6 separate regions of the Oryctolagus cuniculus genome follow, and all the other regions are linked to region 2. A link is a contact called in public Hi-C and Micro-C data. All regions are on one chromosome and are shown on one strand. The core of a region is the stretch at or near the end of the contact, and the rest is flanking DNA. Distances in the headings are between cores, read along the strand shown.

What was found. Hi-C and Micro-C count contacts between places; a contact is called where the count stands out from the background.
Region 1: a contact with region 2 is called in a Hi-C map of an unstated tissue, with 4 times the contacts expected there. The contact joins the enhancer-like site here to the promoter of BCL6 in region 2. A contact is called at or near these places in 3 of 6 Hi-C or Micro-C datasets (liver, skin fibroblasts and an unstated tissue).
Region 3: a Micro-C map of ear pinna shows a contact between it and region 2, with 4 times the contacts expected there. The contact joins the enhancer-like site here to the promoter of BCL6 in region 2. A contact is called at or near these places in 3 of 6 Hi-C or Micro-C datasets (ear pinna, embryonic fibroblasts and an unstated tissue).
Region 4: a Hi-C map of embryonic fibroblasts shows a contact between it and region 2, with 4 times the contacts expected there. The contact joins the enhancer-like site here to the promoter of BCL6 in region 2. A contact is called at or near these places in 3 of 6 Hi-C or Micro-C datasets (embryonic fibroblasts, skin fibroblasts and an unstated tissue).
Region 5: a Micro-C map of ear pinna shows a contact between it and region 2, with 8 times the contacts expected there. The contact joins the enhancer-like site here to the promoter of BCL6 in region 2. A contact is called at or near these places in 4 of 6 Hi-C or Micro-C datasets (ear pinna, psoas muscle, skin fibroblasts and 1 more).
Region 6: a contact with region 2 is called in a Hi-C map of an unstated tissue, with 2.2 times the contacts expected there. The contact joins the enhancer-like site here to the promoter of BCL6 in region 2. A contact is called at or near these places in 3 of 6 Hi-C or Micro-C datasets (psoas muscle, skin fibroblasts and an unstated tissue).

What each region holds. Positions count from the first base shown.
Region 1 is chr4:91,367,771-91,370,668 of mOryCun1.1, reverse strand. The region is part of intron 2 of LPP (LIM domain containing preferred translocation partner in lipoma); the gene reads left to right. Among named protein-coding and RNA genes, the nearest start is that of LPP, 130 kb to the left of the region's middle. Within about 2 kb of position 1,493, at least 3 of the 8 cell types and tissues checked have an H3K27ac peak or open chromatin away from gene starts, as enhancers often do.
Region 2 is chr4:91,880,888-91,883,941 of mOryCun1.1, reverse strand. BCL6 (BCL6 transcription repressor) reads right to left here and starts at 1,636. Exons shown (of 10, transcript XM_008266642.4): 1 at 1,452-1,636. It overlaps LOC138849491 (a long non-coding RNA gene), which reads left to right and starts at 2,950. Exons shown (of 4, transcript XR_011388364.1): 1 at 2,950-3,054.
Region 3 is chr4:91,275,833-91,278,940 of mOryCun1.1, reverse strand. The region is part of intron 3 of LPP (LIM domain containing preferred translocation partner in lipoma); the gene reads left to right. Among named protein-coding and RNA genes, the nearest start is that of LPP, 230 kb to the left of the region's middle. Within about 2 kb of position 1,525, at least 2 of the 8 cell types and tissues checked have an H3K27ac peak or open chromatin away from gene starts, as enhancers often do. A contact at or near this core is called in ear pinna, where this site is marked.
Region 4 is chr4:90,983,857-90,986,995 of mOryCun1.1, reverse strand. All of the region lies in intron 7 of LPP (LIM domain containing preferred translocation partner in lipoma), which reads left to right. Among named protein-coding and RNA genes, the nearest start is that of MIR28, 5.6 kb to the right of the region's middle. Within about 2 kb of position 1,700, at least 2 of the 8 cell types and tissues checked have an H3K27ac peak or open chromatin away from gene starts, as enhancers often do.
Region 5 is chr4:90,888,184-90,891,287 of mOryCun1.1, reverse strand. The region is part of intron 9 of LPP (LIM domain containing preferred translocation partner in lipoma); the gene reads left to right. Among named protein-coding and RNA genes, the nearest start is that of MIR28, 90 kb to the left of the region's middle. Within about 2 kb of position 1,302, at least 1 of the 8 cell types and tissues checked has an H3K27ac peak or open chromatin away from gene starts, as enhancers often do. A contact at or near this core is called in ear pinna, where this site is marked.
Region 6 is chr4:91,309,923-91,313,209 of mOryCun1.1, reverse strand. All of the region lies in intron 3 of LPP (LIM domain containing preferred translocation partner in lipoma), which reads left to right. Among named protein-coding and RNA genes, the nearest start is that of LPP, 190 kb to the left of the region's middle. Within about 2 kb of position 1,334, at least 2 of the 8 cell types and tissues checked have an H3K27ac peak or open chromatin away from gene starts, as enhancers often do.

The sequences.
Region 1 (2,898 bases), core at 244-2,743, 510 kb after region 2:
ATTCCAGTAAGTGACTCACTTTTCTAAGCAGCTCATTCCCCATGCACGGTTAGAGTTACTAGAAAGCTTCCAGCTCTATTTGAGTGGATCTGGTCTGGGCCTTGTAATTCTAGCAATCCTCCGGGCTTGTTATTCATCTGGTGACAAAACCACAGTCATCTTGACCTCTGTTTTCAGAGCAAGGATTGGGGAAGGGGGAAGCTTGTTCATATTGAGCAATTAGGTCTTTCCTTCCAGTGACCATTTGGACTTTTTTCTCCATCTTCCTTTTTTTTTTTGTAATTTTTTTTGAGTTTTTTTCTTCTTTAAATCCAGGAAGGTCAGGCTGTGAAGGTAGAGTGTTTAGCTGTGAACTGGGCCTCATTTCCATCCATATCTGTTGGTCTGCCTAAAATCTACAGGTTCCCCATAGTTAGTCTAGGGATATTGAAGTGGGTAGAGTGATGGACCTTTTTGAACACAAAGCCCGTTCAGTCTAGAGGTTGATGACTATACCTGTTTCCTAGGAAAGATGAAGATAATGAACAGAATGCTCTTCATTTCAACCTGGCGCATAAGTTCTCAGGGAAGGGATTGACTTGGACCAATGGGGGTAGGGTGGGAAAGGTGAGTGGGCTCAGTCTCCTTGAGGATTCAGGGATTTTGGAGAGATTTGATTGAAAAACCTTTGTGTGATTACAGAACCCTAAAGACCAAAAGCTGGGAAGAGATAATGAATAGTTGAGGCTTCAAGGAATGAGAGATCTCAGGGGTTGGTTGCATCCGAGAAGCCTCCCCAGGCTTCAGAGGGTAAGAAAGAAGAGAAGAGTGAACAAAAGCAGACATGGATGTAGCCAGGTGCAAGGCAGTGGCTATTCCATGTGAGAAGAGTAGAGGATAGATTGGAGCTTGATGGGAACTACTTGAAACTGAGTTAACCCTTGCCTCGGCTCCTAGCTTGGTTCCCAGCTCCATTTGCACCCATCTAGAAACCAGCTGAAACTCATTCAGGAGCCGGGCAGCTGGAGATGATTCTCGGTTATAAAATGGGCTGTGGGGGCTGTTAGCCCCCTGGCTTTGCTAACCTAGCACCCAGAGGCAGACTTACCCTCTTCCTCTCAGACACCTCCTGCACAGGACCACTCCCCATGGGGGTTGTTGGTGTAAAACTCCTAACTTGAGCAGCAGGGAGGATATGCGTCGAACAATCAGGCAACTCCCAAAGAGTGGGAGGAAGAAGCTGAGTTGCACATGCCTGGTTCCTTTTCCGACTTCCATAATTGGGTAACTTACTGCACTCCTCCCCTGTGGACAAGGATAAGTGGAGAGTGGCCAACAGGGCGAGGGGCGAGGGGAAAGCAAGGGAGAAGTGTTTTGCTAGCACTAGGCTTCTTGGCTCCACTCAGTGAATCTCAACATCATTCCTTTAGGCAGGGACCATGGGGCAGGGGTAGCAGAGCATGGAAGTAAGGAGCCAGGGACAGTTCTCTGAGCAGGGAGTGATGTAATTCAGGCTGTAACTCAGGCTGGTTAATCTACTTATGCAACACCAATTGAAGGACATGCTTAGATAACTCGGACTTGAGTAAACAGACCTTGTGTAATGCTTTCAAGGTCCCTGGTGCAAGAATCCACTCCTGTTTCAGAAATAACAGCCACCCCTCAGTGCCAAACTCTAGACATTGCTCATGAATATCAAAGTTTTTGTTTCCTTTCCAGATGACTTTTTTTAAGAGAATGCATATTATAAAGAAATTCAGGAGTAAATGCCTAAATTCCAAAATAAAACCTAGGTGGTAGTATCTTATCTACTAAATAGGAAAATTCTATTTTTGGAAGTTTGGGTAAAGGAAAAGATTCTTGCAAAGCACAAATCAATAGATTGATAGCATAAATTAGGAACTATACATTGCTTATAGAAAACAGAAATGCCTATTTAAAAATGAGAATCAATAGTTTGTTTACAAATGAAAGTACATGTTTCATTATTTAATAGTTAAGCTTTTTTTAACAACTGCATAGTGTAAGGCCGCCACAAAACACATCAAACACTGGAGTTAAGGGAAAGGTTTATTGTTGGGTGGGGGACGCCTGACGGGCCTGGGGTGGGGTGTGGGGAAGAGGACTAGAGAGGAATCAAGAGAGAGCACGCATGCTGGAAGCAGGTCCTGTTCTACCTTTGCCAGGGCACAGGGAAGTAGGAGCAATGAATCCCATTAAGTGGGGAGGGTTGGGTGGGGGTGGGTGGAGCTGACACCTGTGGTTGGGCCATGGAGCTTAGGACCGAAGCTTACTATGCAAGGTGGTGACGGGCACCGGAGCCCAAGATGGCAACCAGGGCATAGATGGTGCCACAGATAAGATGGCACCATTTTACTAACACATAGGGCATAACTTAAAATTTATTATTTCTATTGTAGAGATGAAGAAACAGTAAACAAATATCAATACCAGTATTCAAGGGCCATTAAGTTAGGTTACATTAGCAGCTTAATCCATTGCTTCACATTGGGGATTTCATATTGAGGTAAAACAGTAAGACTGGTTTGTAGACACTCACAAGACAAGTGGATTGGACTTGGTTTTGACACCCAAAGGAATCCAGTAGATGGGCTAAGTTGAGCTTTCTGCTTTGTTTTGGCTGCAGAGATTTGCCTTGGAAATTTGGTAGCCATGATGCATATGTGTCTTGAATTGTCAGCTTGTGACAAATTTCCTCCTATTTGGGCTCTTCAGAGCCTATCATTATTTTAACAACATTTAAAGTAATTTACAGAGAGTCTGCTCACACAACTCTCGCCTACTGACTATGTTGCATGAGTTGGTTGATTTACCTTCTGAGGCGAATGCCCTTTGCAAACCTAAGTCCTGCCCACCCAGACTCCCTGTTTACCTCACTGAGTGAATTCTCATTTCTAG
Region 2 (3,054 bases), core at 387-2,886:
GCTGGCGTCCGCCACGCTCAGGCCAGCCGTTGCCTATTTTTTTTTTTTTTTAATACAGAGCTTGCACCACGGGAAAAAAAAAATAAAGTAAAATAGAATTTAGGAAAAGGAGGGAACAGCCATCGGGAGCCAACACAGAGTCACGCAGCGCCCAAAATACAAACACCGTGGCCACCAGAAATCCCGCCACCTCCTCCTCGCTCGCCTGGGCTGTCCTGTCAAGGTGCCCCGAGTCCCCGCACGCGGAGAGGCACCGCAGGTGCAAACGCACACCCCTTTCCCATCCCCGGCTCCCCCAAATCCCTGTCCCACCATCAGCCCATCTCCTCGGGATGAGCAAAGGGAGCGCGCGGGGCTGCCCGACTCCCTCGACTACAACCAAGAAAGAATAATTTCCAAAAGTATTCAACACCCCCGCCCCCTTGCAAGCTAAACCTCCCCAAAACACCAGAGGACGGGGACCACCAAAGCACTCGTCCCTCGCTAGGAAGACCACGGCTCTGAAAGGAAATCGCAGGCACGATACTTCATCTGGGTTTATGACCAAAAGAAAAAAAAAAAAAAGCAGCGGCAGCGGCAGCAGCAGCCAACACCAAACACCCGAGGAGTTCGCTCGCGTTTTTTCCTCCCAAATCTCGGCTCGGCTCGGAGGCGGGGAATCTGAGGGACCGAGGCCGGTGGAAGGGAGCCAGCGGGGCGAGCGAGCGAGCGAGCGAGCGGGCAGCCTCCCTCCTCGCCTCCCGGAGTTCCCCGGGAGCACGGGCCGAGGGGAAGGCAGGGGAGGCGAGGGAGAGGCGGAGGGAGGGAGGGAAGGCGAGGCCGGAGCGAGGAGCGAGCAGCGAGCAGCGAGGCAGGCGGTTTGCAAGCGAGAGGGCGCGGACAGACACAGCCGCACGAATCCAGCACGATCACAAGCCGTACGCAAGTAGCAGCAGCAGCAGCAGCAGAAGCCGAGGGCGCGAGCGCGCGTCCTCTGCGCCGTCTGCGGCCACACAGCCCCAGACTGGCCCGAGCCACCCCCCGAACACGGTCTGCTCCTCTCCGCTCCGGCCGCCCCCTAGCTCCCCTCCTTCCTCTCCTCCACCTCCTCTTCAAAAAACCAAAACAACACAAGGGAGGGTGGCCAAAGCCTCCCGAAACCGGCCGGTTCCCTCAAAGACAACAACAACAACAATAATAAATACATAAAAATCTAGATCCTCGAGTGGGAGAGACGTGGGACTAATCTTCGGCATTTATTTTAACACCTGACAGCTAGAATAAATAAATATATACATTCATATCAATAGATACACATAGGAAACTTGGAGCCAAAGCATTTGGCAAGAGCGGAAAAAAAAGAATTAAAAGGTAAAATAATGATTATGAGCAGCGGCGGCGGCAGCGGCACCAGCGGCACCAGCGGCGGCGGCGGCAGCAGCAGCAGCGGCGGCAGCAACAGCAATAATCACCTGGTGTCCGGCCTTTCCTAGAAACTTCTTGCATCACCACTTCTAAGAACCCCAGTTCTAAGAATCAACAGAGCTCAATTCTCGGAATTTGAGCTGCGGACTTTACCACTGCCGCGTGGCAGGGGAGGACTCGGTGTCAGCTCTCCGGGAGTTTTGCCTCCTCCGCCCCATGAAATACCCCCAAAGCCGCACTTTCTTTCCACGAGCTGGCGTATTTCAAAGTCCTCGCAAGACAGACGACTCGGATTTGGGGGTTCCAGCTCGGGGTCCGAGGGGCCAGAAGGCGGCCCTCCCTCCCCGGCCCGCGGACGATGGTACGGCCTGCTCCGCCACCATCACGTGGGCGCCTCCTCTGTGACGTCGGCGTCTTCGCTGTAGCAAAGCTCGGCCTCTGGAATTCTGAGAACTAATTTGCTATTCGGTGACATAAGAGGGGGAGTGCGCTTTGCTTTCCCGGGGTCTAGGGCTGTTTCCTCCTCTCTCACCCATAAACTCAGCTCCTCGAGCTAAATACCCAAAAGGGAGCGAGAGATTTGAACCACTGGAAAATAGAGAGATAGTAGGTTTAGAGGAGCGAGTAAGAGGGGGAAAAAAAAGCAAACAATAAACACAGCTCTTTCCAGCTAGAATATTAGGCACCACGAGAAAAAATATTTGCCAAGCGATTTTCGGTGGGTTCCTTTGCTTTGTTTTTATTTGGGACAGGGTCTTTTTGGTTTTGTTTGCTTGTGTTTTTTTTTTTTCCCCCTCCTCCTCCTCCTCCTTCTTCTTTGGTGTGGTGGCTTGGGATTTTTGGTTGTTGTATTTTAATGCTTTTCGAATGTTGCTTCTGATTTTTGCCTTTTGCAAGTTTGTGCTGTTACGTAAATCCTAGGATCCGTCATCGGTTGGATTTTGTCTCGTATGTTTTTTCTTTCCCTGTCTGATCGCTGAAGCGGTTTAGAGAAGATGCATTATTTCAGTACTCAGACTGTTGAAAGAAGCTTACATTTTTGCTCATCTGTGACAATCCCAACCCCCACTTTTTTCCTCCCCTTTGGTGCAATTTTCTTTTCCCCTTGGACTTTTTCTGAAGGGGAAGGCTCCTTTGCACTTGAGATGTTGAAAGCATTTGTTTTGGTTCGTTTCTTTCCAGGACTGCAAGTGGTGGGTTTGCTCTTTCTGTTATTGTCGACTCTTAGGAAATGTCTTGTGGCAAGAAACGTGTGTCTATGGGTATGTGTGCGCGTGTGTTCTACAGGAATGCTGTGAGCCGAATACATGTTGGTGTTTTGCTGCTTCTCAAAGTTTTGATTTTCCTTTTCCGGGCTTGTTTCAAGGTCGCGGTGGAAAAAAAAAAAAAAAAAAAAAAAAAAGGATCTCTGGAGTCTGTGTCTCAGAGCTCAGCCGGAGGGAATTGCAAAGGCCGGCCGGGCCCGTGTCAGCGAGCCTGCGTGCGTTTAGAACAGCCTGTGCCGCAACTCCAGGGCACCGCGCGCAGGCAGGTCCTAGGCTCTCCAGCGCAGGGGAGGGGGGGGGGACCGTTCTTTCTCTTTTCTCTCCCTTTCTTTTTAAAGGCAAATGCAGTATGCGGAATCACTTCACTGTGGGCCTCGGTTTGTTT
Region 3 (3,108 bases), core at 276-2,775, 600 kb after region 2:
ACTTACATTTGAGACAGAGTCTCAGGAGTGGGATGTTTGGGTAAATACCATTTATATTTTGGCTCATAAAATAATCACCAGGGTTTCGTTTGCAAAGACACAAATGAAATTTACACCACATCAGCAAGATGTTCTCCCTCGACACACAGATAGCTATGTATTGTGTATTTATTTTATGCTAACATAGTAATCAGTTTGATCAAAATGGCGCCCTATTGATTCAGTTCTTATTTCCTTTTTTTTTTTTTTTTTTAACAGGCAGAGTTAGAGAGAGAGAGAGAGAGAAAGGTCTTCCTTTTCCATTGGTTCACCCCCCAAATAGCCACTAAGGCTGGCGCCTGTGGTGATCTGAAGCCAGGAACCAGGTGCTCCTCCTGGTCTCCTGTGCTGGTGCAGGGCCCAAGGACTTGGGCCATCCTCTACTGCACTCCTGGGCCACAGCAGAGAGCTGGGCTGGAAGAGGAGCAGCCAGGACGGAACCAGCGCCCCAACCAGGACTGGAACCCAGAGTGCCGCAGGTGGAGGATTAGCCTAGTGAGCTGCGGTGCCGGCCTTCAGTTTTCATTTCTCTGGCCACTAGCAAGACCCTTCGCCCATGAGTCCCAGAAAGTGTATATATGGTTATATTCAATGTAAGTTCATCTCCTTGCCCATTCGATGTTTTGGGCTTATGATTTCTTTCTTTACTTTGAATCCAAAATATTTATGAATCCTCTGTCTAGCCTATTTGTTTCTCCAAATCTGTTTGCTTTTTTACTGTTCGTCATATATATATGTACATGTCTGTGTATGTGAAAGGCACATGTGTTCACAGAGTTATGGGGATAATGTCGCTTACAAGTGGACTTCCCTGATGATCCAGCTGCTTACTAAGGGACCCAAGGTCTCTCTGGATGTTGGAATGTGCAGAAGGTGACATTTCCTAAGTGCCAGCATCCTTTCCTTGGGTGAGATTGGTGGGGGAGGGGGTCAGAGACGAGGAGGAGGAGTCTACATAGTACATCCTGCTGCTTCCCCCCCTCGCTGTGTATTCTGCAGGTCAAGTACAATGGCCTTGGAGTCATTAAGGATGCCCCCAGACTGGCACCTGGTCTTCCAAGCCAGCCCTTGGCCTCACTTTAGGCAGATCTCAAATGCTGCTCTTGATTTCTGTAAGGGTATTATTTATTTCAGACAGTACATCCTTTATGGCCTTGTTTAAATGTGACTAATTCATGGCCTCTTCCTTAATTTCTTCCAGTGCATCTACCCCAAGTGAGAAATGCTCTTTCTCATACACTCTTCACCTTTCTTTAGTGTGTTGATTAGCTTCTTTATTAAACCTTTGACTTTGACCTTGCATTGAACTACTTGAGACTTTTGAAAGCTTCTTTCTTGAGGGAGACTTTAATTTTCTGTTTGGTCAACATGGGACTTGCTGGATGATTGCGCAAGTGTGCTCTAGGGAGTAGGAGGAAGGCAGGGCTCTGTCACACCCTTCCTGTGACAGAGCTGAGAAGGGAAGGGCTCCTGGGGCTGCCGTGCTGGGCCCCAGTGCTTGACAGACTGACTATGGCCATGCAGTGGCAGGGAGGGCTGTGCCTCTGCACTTAACATAAGAGGCACACACGGCGGAGCTTCACAAACAAGAAACATGAAGACTGTACTTAGGTCTGCAAGCTTGCAGGTTGGAAAACAATCTGAGATAAAAGTAGTTGCCTTTCTCTGCAGACTTTTCTGCTCTCTACAAAGAAGCATGCGTTGGATATCATTCAGAAAATGTTTGAGAGTTTCTTTCTCAGGCACTGTGTGTGATGCTTTCCAGCTGAGAAAGATGGCGAGGGTGAGGCCCGGCCTTTAAGGACTTGTGCATCTGGTGAAGGAGATGGGTGTTTTAGCAGGAATGTTCTGATCCTAGCTAGGTCAGCACAGCGCCAACATTAAAGATACAGAGTGTATAACAGGGATGGGTGAGAAGAGAAGATTAATCTTAAGAAGTTGGAAGGATAGGTACGGTTCACCATGTATGTAATCCCAAACTCTCTCTGTCTCTCTGCTAGGGTGAGTCTTTCATATTTCAGAATTTCCCTGGCTTCTGCCTCATCCCGATTGCCTGCACCCTAATTTTTATTGTTCACACTTTCAGTGAAATCACAGGGGAAAAGATTAATACTTCTTTCAAAAGGTGAACAAAAAGGGGTGCGAGGGAAGATTGATGTGTATCTCAACACTGAGAAAACCCCGTGAATGAGAAGAAAAGTCTGGAGTGTGTCAGGAAATAGGAAACTATCTCAGCATTTGCTGGGGTGGTTGCTAGACTCCTGGAAAGTGTACCTGCGGCAGGGAAGGCTTAAATCACAGCAGTGCTGCACACACAGATGAACATGCCTGCACTAGATAATGCTTAAGCCACAGCATGCGTGCACACACACACACACACGCACACACACAAATGCATGTATGTACGTACAGACTCTACCTTGTTAACCATTCATTCTATAACTGTCTTTTGATGATTTTACTTTGTTCCTTTCTAAATATTACCTCCACTGGGACCTAATTACAAGCTCTCAAAATTCACAGAACATCAAAATAGATGTGGACTCCTTCAGTTATCTTTGGCCGTTATGGATTGGTGGAGACTGATCGTGCTTATCCATTGGGCGTGCAGGCAGATAAACTTCTGCTGAATTTGTTGTCAGACTGCACTGAGAAGACTCCAGGATGTGCTCCTTATTAGCTGGTGGATTTCATGTGAATTTTCTCTCCAAGGGTTAAAATACTTCAAGTTGAGACTTTGAGGTTCTGAAGTGAACACACAAAGCCTAAGTTTATCTTCATATGAAGTTCAACACCTAAATTGGGAGGAAAGGGTATTTCTACACAGTAAGCTTTTGTAGAAAAGACATACTTTGAGGCTCACTACCCTGTTGAAATGCTAAATTTAGAAGACAACTTTAATTTAAACTTCAGTACCACAAAGCATTTTGTTGCATTTTAGAAGTAGTTGCTATCTTTTTTTTTAAAGATTTATTTTATTCATTTAAAGGGCAGAGTTAGAGAGAGAGGTAGACACACACACACACACACACACAGAATGAGAGAGAGAATCTTCCATCTGCAGGTTCA
Region 4 (3,139 bases), core at 451-2,950, 900 kb after region 2:
CTACCCTGCCTCAGGTCGTCTCCAGGAGCCTTGGCTTACAATGGGGTAAAGGGCCCTCTGTCCAGGCATCCCCATAGCAGTCAGACTATTCTCCGAGGTGGCTTTTCTCAACTTGCATCTAGGCTGACAATCACTTATTATTGTCTTAATAATTAATGCTTTATCTTTATGACATCTGTGTGCCCCCTGAGGGCACGTATGAAACTGCCCTCTAACAGGAAGCTAGATTGGAAGTGCAGCAGCCAGGACTTGAAACAGTGCCCATGTGGAATGCCAGCTTTGTAGGCAGTGCCTTTACCTGCTGTGCCACAATGCTGACTTTTCTAACACAGTTTTGAAAATATGCAGTTAACTGGAATTGAAGGAAGGAAGGAAGGAAAGGAGAGGAGGAAGGGATGGGAAAGGAGTGGTAGGAAGCTTCTATCTACGGCCATAATAATGTTAACCAATACTTTTGAATTCCATGACATTTTACTATTTACAAAATTGTTTCACTTCTATGTCCATATCATTTGTCAGTGTCCTGAGCCTGTGTGCATGGCGTGTGATACGTACGCATATATGCATGTGCATCTACTTAATATACACGTGTATTGCTTGTTTCAAATATTCAACTTCAAACTTTTCATGCTAAACATACATTTCCATGATAAGCTGAGTTATAGGGACTTTGCCATTTTCACCCCTGCCTCTTTAGCTCCTTGAACAAAGTCTGGAAAGGAGGAAAAGCTCAATAAAGATTTACTAGGTCAGTGGCTGAAGATATTACATCACATGGTCCGTGCCACAGTCCTGTAAAATCAATACACCAGCCTTACTACGTCCTCCTTTGATAGAGATAGCAAAACTGAGGCCTCAAGACCTCCTCCAGGTCCCGCAGGTACTTCTTGGCCAGCATGTGAATTCAGGATTTCTATTTCCATATTCTTTCTTTTCTGACTTCTGGGAATTTGCTATATTAATAGCAAAGCAAGAAATGTCACACAAGGAAAAATTGTTTCCACATTTAAACTCACGATGCACATGCATGAAAGTACTGACTTTTCAAACCAACGGTAACGCAGATTGTGTGACTTTTAGTGGAAAAGCTTTTCTGTCCCATCCTCTTGCCTTTATTAGCATATGTGTCAGTGCACACACACACACACACATACGCTCAAGCACACAGCATGCAGCTCACATCTTGTACTTTTCCAGTCTCTGGTTAATTCCTTCATAGGCTCTCTCACAACTCTGACCATCCCAGGAGCCTGTCACGGCTGTTGCATGGTCAGCCAGGGCCAACCACCATGCAGCAGCATTTGTTATGGCCACTTTGGCAAGTTCACAGGACTTGAGGGAAGAGGGAGAGCAGGCGTTTCAGGAGGAGAACTAGGCTAAGCTGTTGTTGTAAAAGTTTATATTCTCCCTAATTGTAGCTCATGTTGCAAGCGGAGTAAACAACCATGAAAATTCCTAAGTTGTTATGAACCTCCGAGGGTGTCCATAATCACCTTGAAATCCAAATAAAATAGTGTTTTACAGAAACAGAAGCCAGGCACCACATGCAGTGAGTCCCCATCACTGCAGAGAGATTTAACACACTCCTATCAGCCAGGAGAGGGCAACGCTTACGGCCTGAATGCATAGAGGGGACTGGAGACAATTGGAGGAGACTTGGCAGCCAAACAGAGCTGTAGCAACAGTCACTTTCTATTCTCGGGCTCCTCTGCTTTTCCCTTTATCCTAAAACAGGATGACTAAAAAGGAGATGAGGCTACAGTGATACAGAATCCTAAATTAAAGCACAAGGAAAAGCTAGCATTAGCTTTTAAATCTAAAACCCTGTGGGTAGGAGTGAGTCAGTGAAAAACTATACAAAGGGATCTTAAGTCATGAATTATGTTACATGTTACATTACTCGGCAATGGCAGTGAGTAGCCCAGGAACTCTGCAAGGCCTATTTTTATAATCACTTAGACGGATCGTGATGGAGTAAAGGGACGTCTATGCAAATTCCCAAGTCTGACTCTCCATTTGACCGTGAGTCAGGCTGCAGATCGTGGACGTGGACTTGTCAGTTGTAGTGGGCCTCGTCTCTTTCCCTTTTTCCTTTCTCATAAATGACTCAGGAGTATCACTGAGAAACCATGTGTGCTGGTTACTGGAATGATCTTTTGAGGAAGTTCATGTCCTCCAAGCCTTACTAGTTTCACCCAGAGAAACGTACCCCTACTCTGGTTTCACCTCCTCTGTGTGGCTTGCAGAGATAGGCTATTGGGATTCCCCACCAGTCCACAACTTGAAGCTTCTATTCTCACATTTTGACTGCCAGTTTTATATTTGGTTAAAATCCTGCTTTTGTGCCTGGTTTCCTAGGGAAACAGTTTGTAAGAGCTGCTGTGTCCATCTGCCTCACCCGTCTGAGATTTCGACTGTGCACCCTGAATATCTCCTCATCTGACAGAAAGAGGGCCCCAAATGAGGGAAAACCCCTTGAAATTTGTTAAGGATAAAAATATGAAAATGAGTGGTCAGTTAGGCAATCAGAGTTGCAGGGGCCAGGAGGCTGGTATGTGTTTGTGGGACTTTGTTTTTAGCTACCTAGACATTTACACCCAAGAGTAATAAGGAGGTAAGCATAAGTGTACAGTGGAATAGTCAAGGAATCTTGTCCCATAGTAAGATACAATTAACAAGTTCTGCTGTTCTCCAGCACAGCTGAGTGACTGCAGTTTACAATGATATAAGTGGATCATTTATGCTGTTTACATGTGCTAAAATATTGCAGTATACCCACATAAAAATGTACATGTAGTGCATGTAAATCAAAAATATAAATAAAGTTTGAAATCAACCCCCAAAGATCCATTAAACACTACCTGGATGCACTGTGTTCCATAACAGGTTGAGATCCATTAGTCTAGATAATATCTAAAATACTCTCCATCCTCTTAGTTGGTGAATTCTTTCTTGAACATTTTTGGGGATAGAAAACTGGCGGAGGGGAAGCATGTTTTCTTGTATTATGAAACATGTACATTCACCTTGCCCATAGGGTTATGTCAGTGAATCCAATGCCTGCCAGATTATTTCATGTGTCAGGCATGTTTCTAGATTCCATAAGTTAAGTCAAGAGTGATCCAAACACATCTCAGGT
Region 5 (3,104 bases), core at 53-2,552, 990 kb after region 2:
GGATTCTGTAAATTTTGGTTGGAGAGTGTAGAAATAGGACAGTGTTTGCTTCAGTCCTAACCAGAATGAAGGCTCTCAGATTTCCAGGTTAAATGCCTCTGAAACTTTATGCTAGAACCTTCTCACTGCCCTAGTTTGTTTATTTTTAAATCAAGCATGAACTCACCACTCGATGTTTGCCAGAGTTTGGATGAATGTCAACATCAGGCCACTGTAATAATGGTTTAAGATTATTTAATCCCATTACTTATACACTTCATTAGGCTGAGTGAATTGTTGGCGGTGGTTCAGTAAACTTCCTACTTTAGAGATAAAAGGATGGAAAGAAAATAGGGAAGGAGTCGATTCCTCATTTTCTTTCATATTTATCTTGTATCTCTTAACAGATAAAGAAATGATAATTACCTAGCTACACAACATGGACTCTTTGTTAGCAGGACTGCTGAATTCTGTTGTACCCTCAGAAGAAAGAAATTATTTATCACCCACCTTGTATTCTCTATTTGAGGAAAAGGGACTGGTGTGTGTGTGTGTGTGTGTGTGTGTGTGTGTGTGTTATGCTATAAAATCAATCTTAAAAATAAACTTGAAACTAAGTTCTAGGATCCTAGGTAAGATACTCTCTCACTTAGGGAGCTTGGTGAGAGGCAACAAATTATTTTATAGAAATAATATGGAATTTCAAATCAGGTGGTTCAAGCTGAGCATGACTAGCTGTTCACCCCATTTCTCCTAATTTCAGTGTCCCAGTACTGAATACTCCGTATTCACCCCATTTCTTTTAACTTCCATCTCCCTGCATCCAGAATGAAGGTACTGTTTCTTGCTTCACATGGCCATATGGCTAAATGAGGAGTCAGGGCAGGGCTGAGCAAAAACCAGTGTAGGGTGTTGAGAAATAAGTAACTGCACCAGAGCAGAGAACTTGGCCTAATTGGACTCACCACAGGACAATTACAAGTCAGCATTTCACTCCCTGGAACATCACCTGCAATCACAAGACTCAGGAAGCTTAGTTTTCCCAAAAGATGTCAGAAGGCACCTGCTTTGGGATCTTCCTGAAGGCCTCTTGGAACAACTAACATTTGAGATCCTTCCCCAGAATTTCTGCACAAAGAGATAAGAACTTCACATCTTTTCAAGGCTGGGGGGCTGGGGTGGGGGCAGAGTTCTTAAGCACATTGAAGTTTGAGATGCATGTGTCTGTTCTTCCAGCCTAGTTCCTTCTTCCTCTCTCTCTCTGAAAATAAATTTTAAAAAGTATGCTTCCCTGTTTTCCTGGAACTTCCCTACCTAGATGTGACCTATCTTGAATACCCAAGGTGGTTTCCACGTCTCTTGTAGGATTTAACATCACTGCAGCTGGTATGATAGTCACTGTAGTCCTTGACGTATTCCTTTACTGACTTGAACCGTTTTTAAAGCGTGTTTTGGAGGGAGGGTCAGGGTCACTTTTGGTTCATCTTTGTCTTTTCTGGAGTGCTTATCACAATAGGCGAGTCCGTTGCTGTTTTGATAGTTCAAGGGGATTGAAAGGGGGACCCATTTTACTCTAAGTGCCAATGTTTCCTCCCGGTCTCTGACTCACATACTATTTGCTTGCCCTTTGGTATACCTTGGACTTGAGAGTCTGTGTATAGAAGGAAAGAGGAGAACTTGGCTGTAGAAGCCTACGAGCAGAGGCATTGCAAAATGTAAATATAAAAGGTTGAAGGGAAAGATGTGTGAGTGAAGCCAGCTGTCTAGCTTCCAGCCATGGAATTATCTAAGAGCTACTGCACTCAAGGTCATACATACCTATCTGACTCGCACATGAAAATTGCCAAGGAGTTTGAGTGGAAGTTCTCTGAGATTCTGATGACTTTTAATGGGATGGGAAAATCCCCTCTCAGAACCAGACTTTCCTTAAAAATAAGTAAATAAGTCAATAAAGTCTCTCTTCTCTTATTCACTTGGCAGAGTAAGGGGATGCCAGCCAAGGCTGACATCATCATTACAGCAGGGCAGAGGCTCTTTCTGAACACTTCACAATGACAAGGGCGTGGTGTGTTGTAGAATATCAAAGAATATATATACCATTTTATGAAGAGATCATCCTTACTCTCATGGTATGGGAAAGTAACGTTCCAAGAGAAGGGAAAGACTGGCTTGGAACCTGACAACCAAGTAGATACACTGAGAACTCTTCAAGCAACTTGAAAGTCACAAACACACATGTGATAACTTTCTAAATGGCATCAATTATTTTTTTGAAGAGTATAGCTATCTTCCACAGGAGGTATTTTTGGTCCTGTCATAATGCTTAAAAACTATTTGAGGCAGCTTATATTAATGAAGCTCATGGGACACATCAGTTAAAATAAAACTGAGCCTTCTAAAATGTAGTCCTTACGATAGTGAATATTTATATTTTCACTCTCACTTAGGCAAAGAATCTAGGATTCTATTATGATGCGGAAGATATGTATAAATAGTTTTCCCATAAAGTAGAAAGTGGTAAATGTGTTGGAGCCTCACAGGAAAGGAGTAGGGGGACAGGAGCATTTGAGGGAATAGAAGGAAATCTCCATGGAGTTCTACACTACTGCGTTGCAGGACAAATCTTATTTTTCTGCCAATGCCCCATGTTTGTTTTTCTTTTACTCCAAACAGATGAGTAAGACTATTATTGATCATTTAGCAAAGTCAAAGCTTAGTAAACCTAGGGCTGGGGAAAGTCTCATTATATATCTGGTGAAGCCACTGTTAGGGATGCCCACATCCTACATCAGAGTGCCTGGTTCAAATCCCAGCTACCCCCTGCTTCTGATACAGCTCCTTGTTAATGGATCTTGGGAAGCAGCAGCAGATGGCCCAACTGCTTGGGTCCCTCCCACCCATGTGAGAGACCAGGAGGGAAATCAAGCTCCTGGCTTCAACCTAGCCCAGCCCGGACTGTTGTGGCCATTTGGGGGGTAAACCAGCAGATGAAGGATCTCTCTCAATCTCTCAATCTCTCTCTCTCTCTCTCTCTCCTTCCTTCCTTCCTTCCTTCCTTCCTTCCCTCCCTCCCTCCCTCCCTCCTCCTTCTCCATCTCTCCCTGTCATTCTGCCTTTTAAATACA
Region 6 (3,287 bases), core at 85-2,584, 570 kb after region 2:
CTGGATTCCATAGTGGAGCTGGAACGCTGATATGGGATGCAGGTGTTCTACCCAATGTCTTAACGGCTGTGTCCAAAGCCTGCCCGTAAGATTGAAATTTTCATCCTGCTTTCTACTTATAGAATTCAGTTACTCACTCACATGCACTTTTAACCCACAATCTGTTAAATTTTTTATCATTTTAATACATTAGAAACTTATTTCCCCCATTTTGTAAAAGAAAACTATGCTCAGAGAGGTTGAATAATTTGTCCAAAGTTGTATAGATAATAAACAGCAAAGTCTAGGTTTAAATCCATTATCTTCTCTGAAATCTATCTACCTCCAGAGATAACACTGGATATGAATAAGAACAATGAACAAATGTCTAAACCAAAGAGATTTCTGGTGGAAAATAGTAAATGGGTCCCCAGGGGGCATAGAGAATGTGTGCTATGGGACTTGAGAGAGGGACAAGACTGCACATTTTAAATCACTTGTAAGAGAATGGTCATTCATTAATTAAGTTCTTGGCACTTTAAGGCAGTTTAAAAAATATTGGACAACTGCATAAATGCACTATAAGGAACTCAAAGTTTTCCCAACTTCTGCAGGTTAATGGTCTCTAGAAGTGAAAAAAGGGGACAAAGAGTTAGTTAGGGTCACAGTGCCCTGATCATACTGTGAGTTATCTACTGAATTGGAATTTCAATGCTTTGGGGAATCTGTTTGTTGTTTTTCCCATGTTATATGGAGCGTGGGACTTTTAACAGAGATAGACTTCTGACCATGCTTAGATCAGCACAAATGCAGATGTGAGCCGCTCAGATGTGGACTCTGCCAAGTTGTAATGACTGCCACATGTGTGAAGCTAGTCCTTAGTGCTCGGTGACCCACCGTGAGTATGTAAGGGAGCCACAGGAGTGAAAGACAGCACAGGAGATGGGAGAGGCCTCCGCGGTGGTCAGGGGCAGCATGTTTAGTGTACGGATGGAGAAACAGAGGCTCGTAGAAGAAGCATGATGTGTTAAAATTCAGGCCGCAGGTGAGTGCCTCCCTGCACATAAAGGCAGACTTAGAACCAGACTTTATACCAGCACTCCATAGGAATCTCGGATTTGGAGCTCAACGTTATTAAGCACTTGGTCCTCGATAAATGACTTGATTCCTTTGAGCCTCAGCTTTGTTGTCTGTAAAATGGAAGTCATACCCTACTGGTGGTATGTCAGTGATGTTTAGTGAAATGCCACAATGCTGTTCAGTACACAGAGGAATGAGTGTCCGTATGACTAGTAACCCCTGTCACAGTTGTCCACTTTTCATAGGCTGTGTTTCTCAGCTTCATCTTGACACTTTGTAGGTCCTTGATTCTCAGTGTTTGGTATGAGAATCTGCAGCATCAGCGTCACCTGGGAGCTTGTTAGAGATGCAGAACCTCGGGCCCCACTCCAGACCTCCCCATTCCGAGTCTGTTGGTTAACAAGATCCCCAGGTAGTTCCTATACTCATTAGAGCTGAAGCAGTGTTCTTTCAGGCCCCACAACAGTATCAAGGCTCTTGGCCCTGGCCTGCTGCCAACATTCTTGGGGCACGCTGTACCCATGCCTGGAGATGGCGAGTGGGAACCCTATGGAGTTTCTCCCTGGGAATATGGAAGACTGGGTTGAAGGGATCTAGCAAGCTTTATCTTTTCAACGCCTCCCATTTCCTCAGAAGTACTATTCTCAAAGGGTCCAGCTGGAATTGGAGTTCAAGGCTTTCTGATCCTAAGTCCATATTCTTTTCATTAAGCCGTGATGTCTCAGTCAAGAGGAATGCTGGGCTGTATGTATGATAACTCTTCATTCCCAATAATGTGAATATTTCCACACTGGCTGCTTTACTCTATTACTCAACTCCTCAAGGGGAAGAATGAAAAAATAAAATAAAATAAGCTTGACTTGAAAGCCAGGATCCTGCAGCTTAATCAGTTATTTTCGTTTTTTAATGAGGGTGACTATTGTGAAATAAGTAATTATTAATTACTGAAAACTAATGAAATATTTTAGTTTCCTTTTAAAAAGCATATGGAAGCTAAAAGAAAGCATATGGGTGTTTTTCGGGAAGCATATTGGTGAATGGACAAATTATAGTGGTGCCAATATGCCTTTGCTGTCTGGCTGGGGCCATTGCTACATGTGCTGGCGTCTGAGTTCTTGTGTGTTTTAATGTTTTTTTTTTTTTTTAATTCCCATATGAGAAAAAAAGAGAAGGAGGAGGGAGGGCGGCAGGGAGACAGGGAGGGAAGCATCATTATGTTCCTAGAATTGTGTCTATGAAATACATGAAATCTGTTCTCTTTATTTTAATAAAAAAATTCCCATGTGATACATGCCTTGGGTTGCCTCTGGAGCTACAGAGCTCTGTCTCATAAATCTTTTGCCATGCTTTTACTCAGACATAACTAGTTGAGTGTCTACTCAATATAAAACCTTTGCTACAAGTAGCTGCTATGGCTCCTTGTTTCCAGATGTTTCTCATCCTTTGCAATAGCCTGAGCGGGCCTGCCCCACTGGTAACTAGATGTTGAGGCTCTGTTTATTAGTTTACCACAGCACTGGGGCCTCCCTGCTTCATCAGTGACTCTGTGTGAGGCCCTTGGCCCGCCACTGTATCTCAGCACTGCAGATTTCTTATGTGTAAAACTGGAATGACAATACCAGCATCCTTTAGCTACTAGGCAGAGCTGTTTATCCAATTTGTAGTCCATGCCCTTTGCTCCTCCTCTCCTTTCTTTTTTGTTTTATCTTTGCTACATATTTAGTCCATCTAGTAAAACACTTGGTGGATTTAGAGTTGGTTGAAACTATTTTGGCTGCCCTGGGGATGGCATGTATCTAGGCTTGTACTGATCAAAAGCAGTATGAGATGTTTGAGCAAGAACTTGGCTGAATGTCAGAGAACCAGGTTCCAGATCTGTCTCTTCTGTAGCGTTTGCTTAGCACCTGTAAGAAAGGTGGTTTGCTAAGAAATTGAAAGCTTGCAGTTATACAGAGATGAGTTTGGTGAGGACCAGTCTAAACTCAGAACAATGTGCAAGCTCAAACATTCCATCTTGAGACTGAGAAAATTTGGAGAACACTTTTTATCTTAGGTGTTTCTTAAAGAAGTAGGGACTAGAGTAGGTTTTAAATAATTAATTACACATTGATGAAATATTACAGGGAGTTAGAGTAAATCTCTGAAAGGCAAGAAAGCTCAACCCCAAAGCGTGTGAATATTGGTCAAAGAACACAAACGCGTAGTTGAGGAAAATCCTGTGTTTTCTG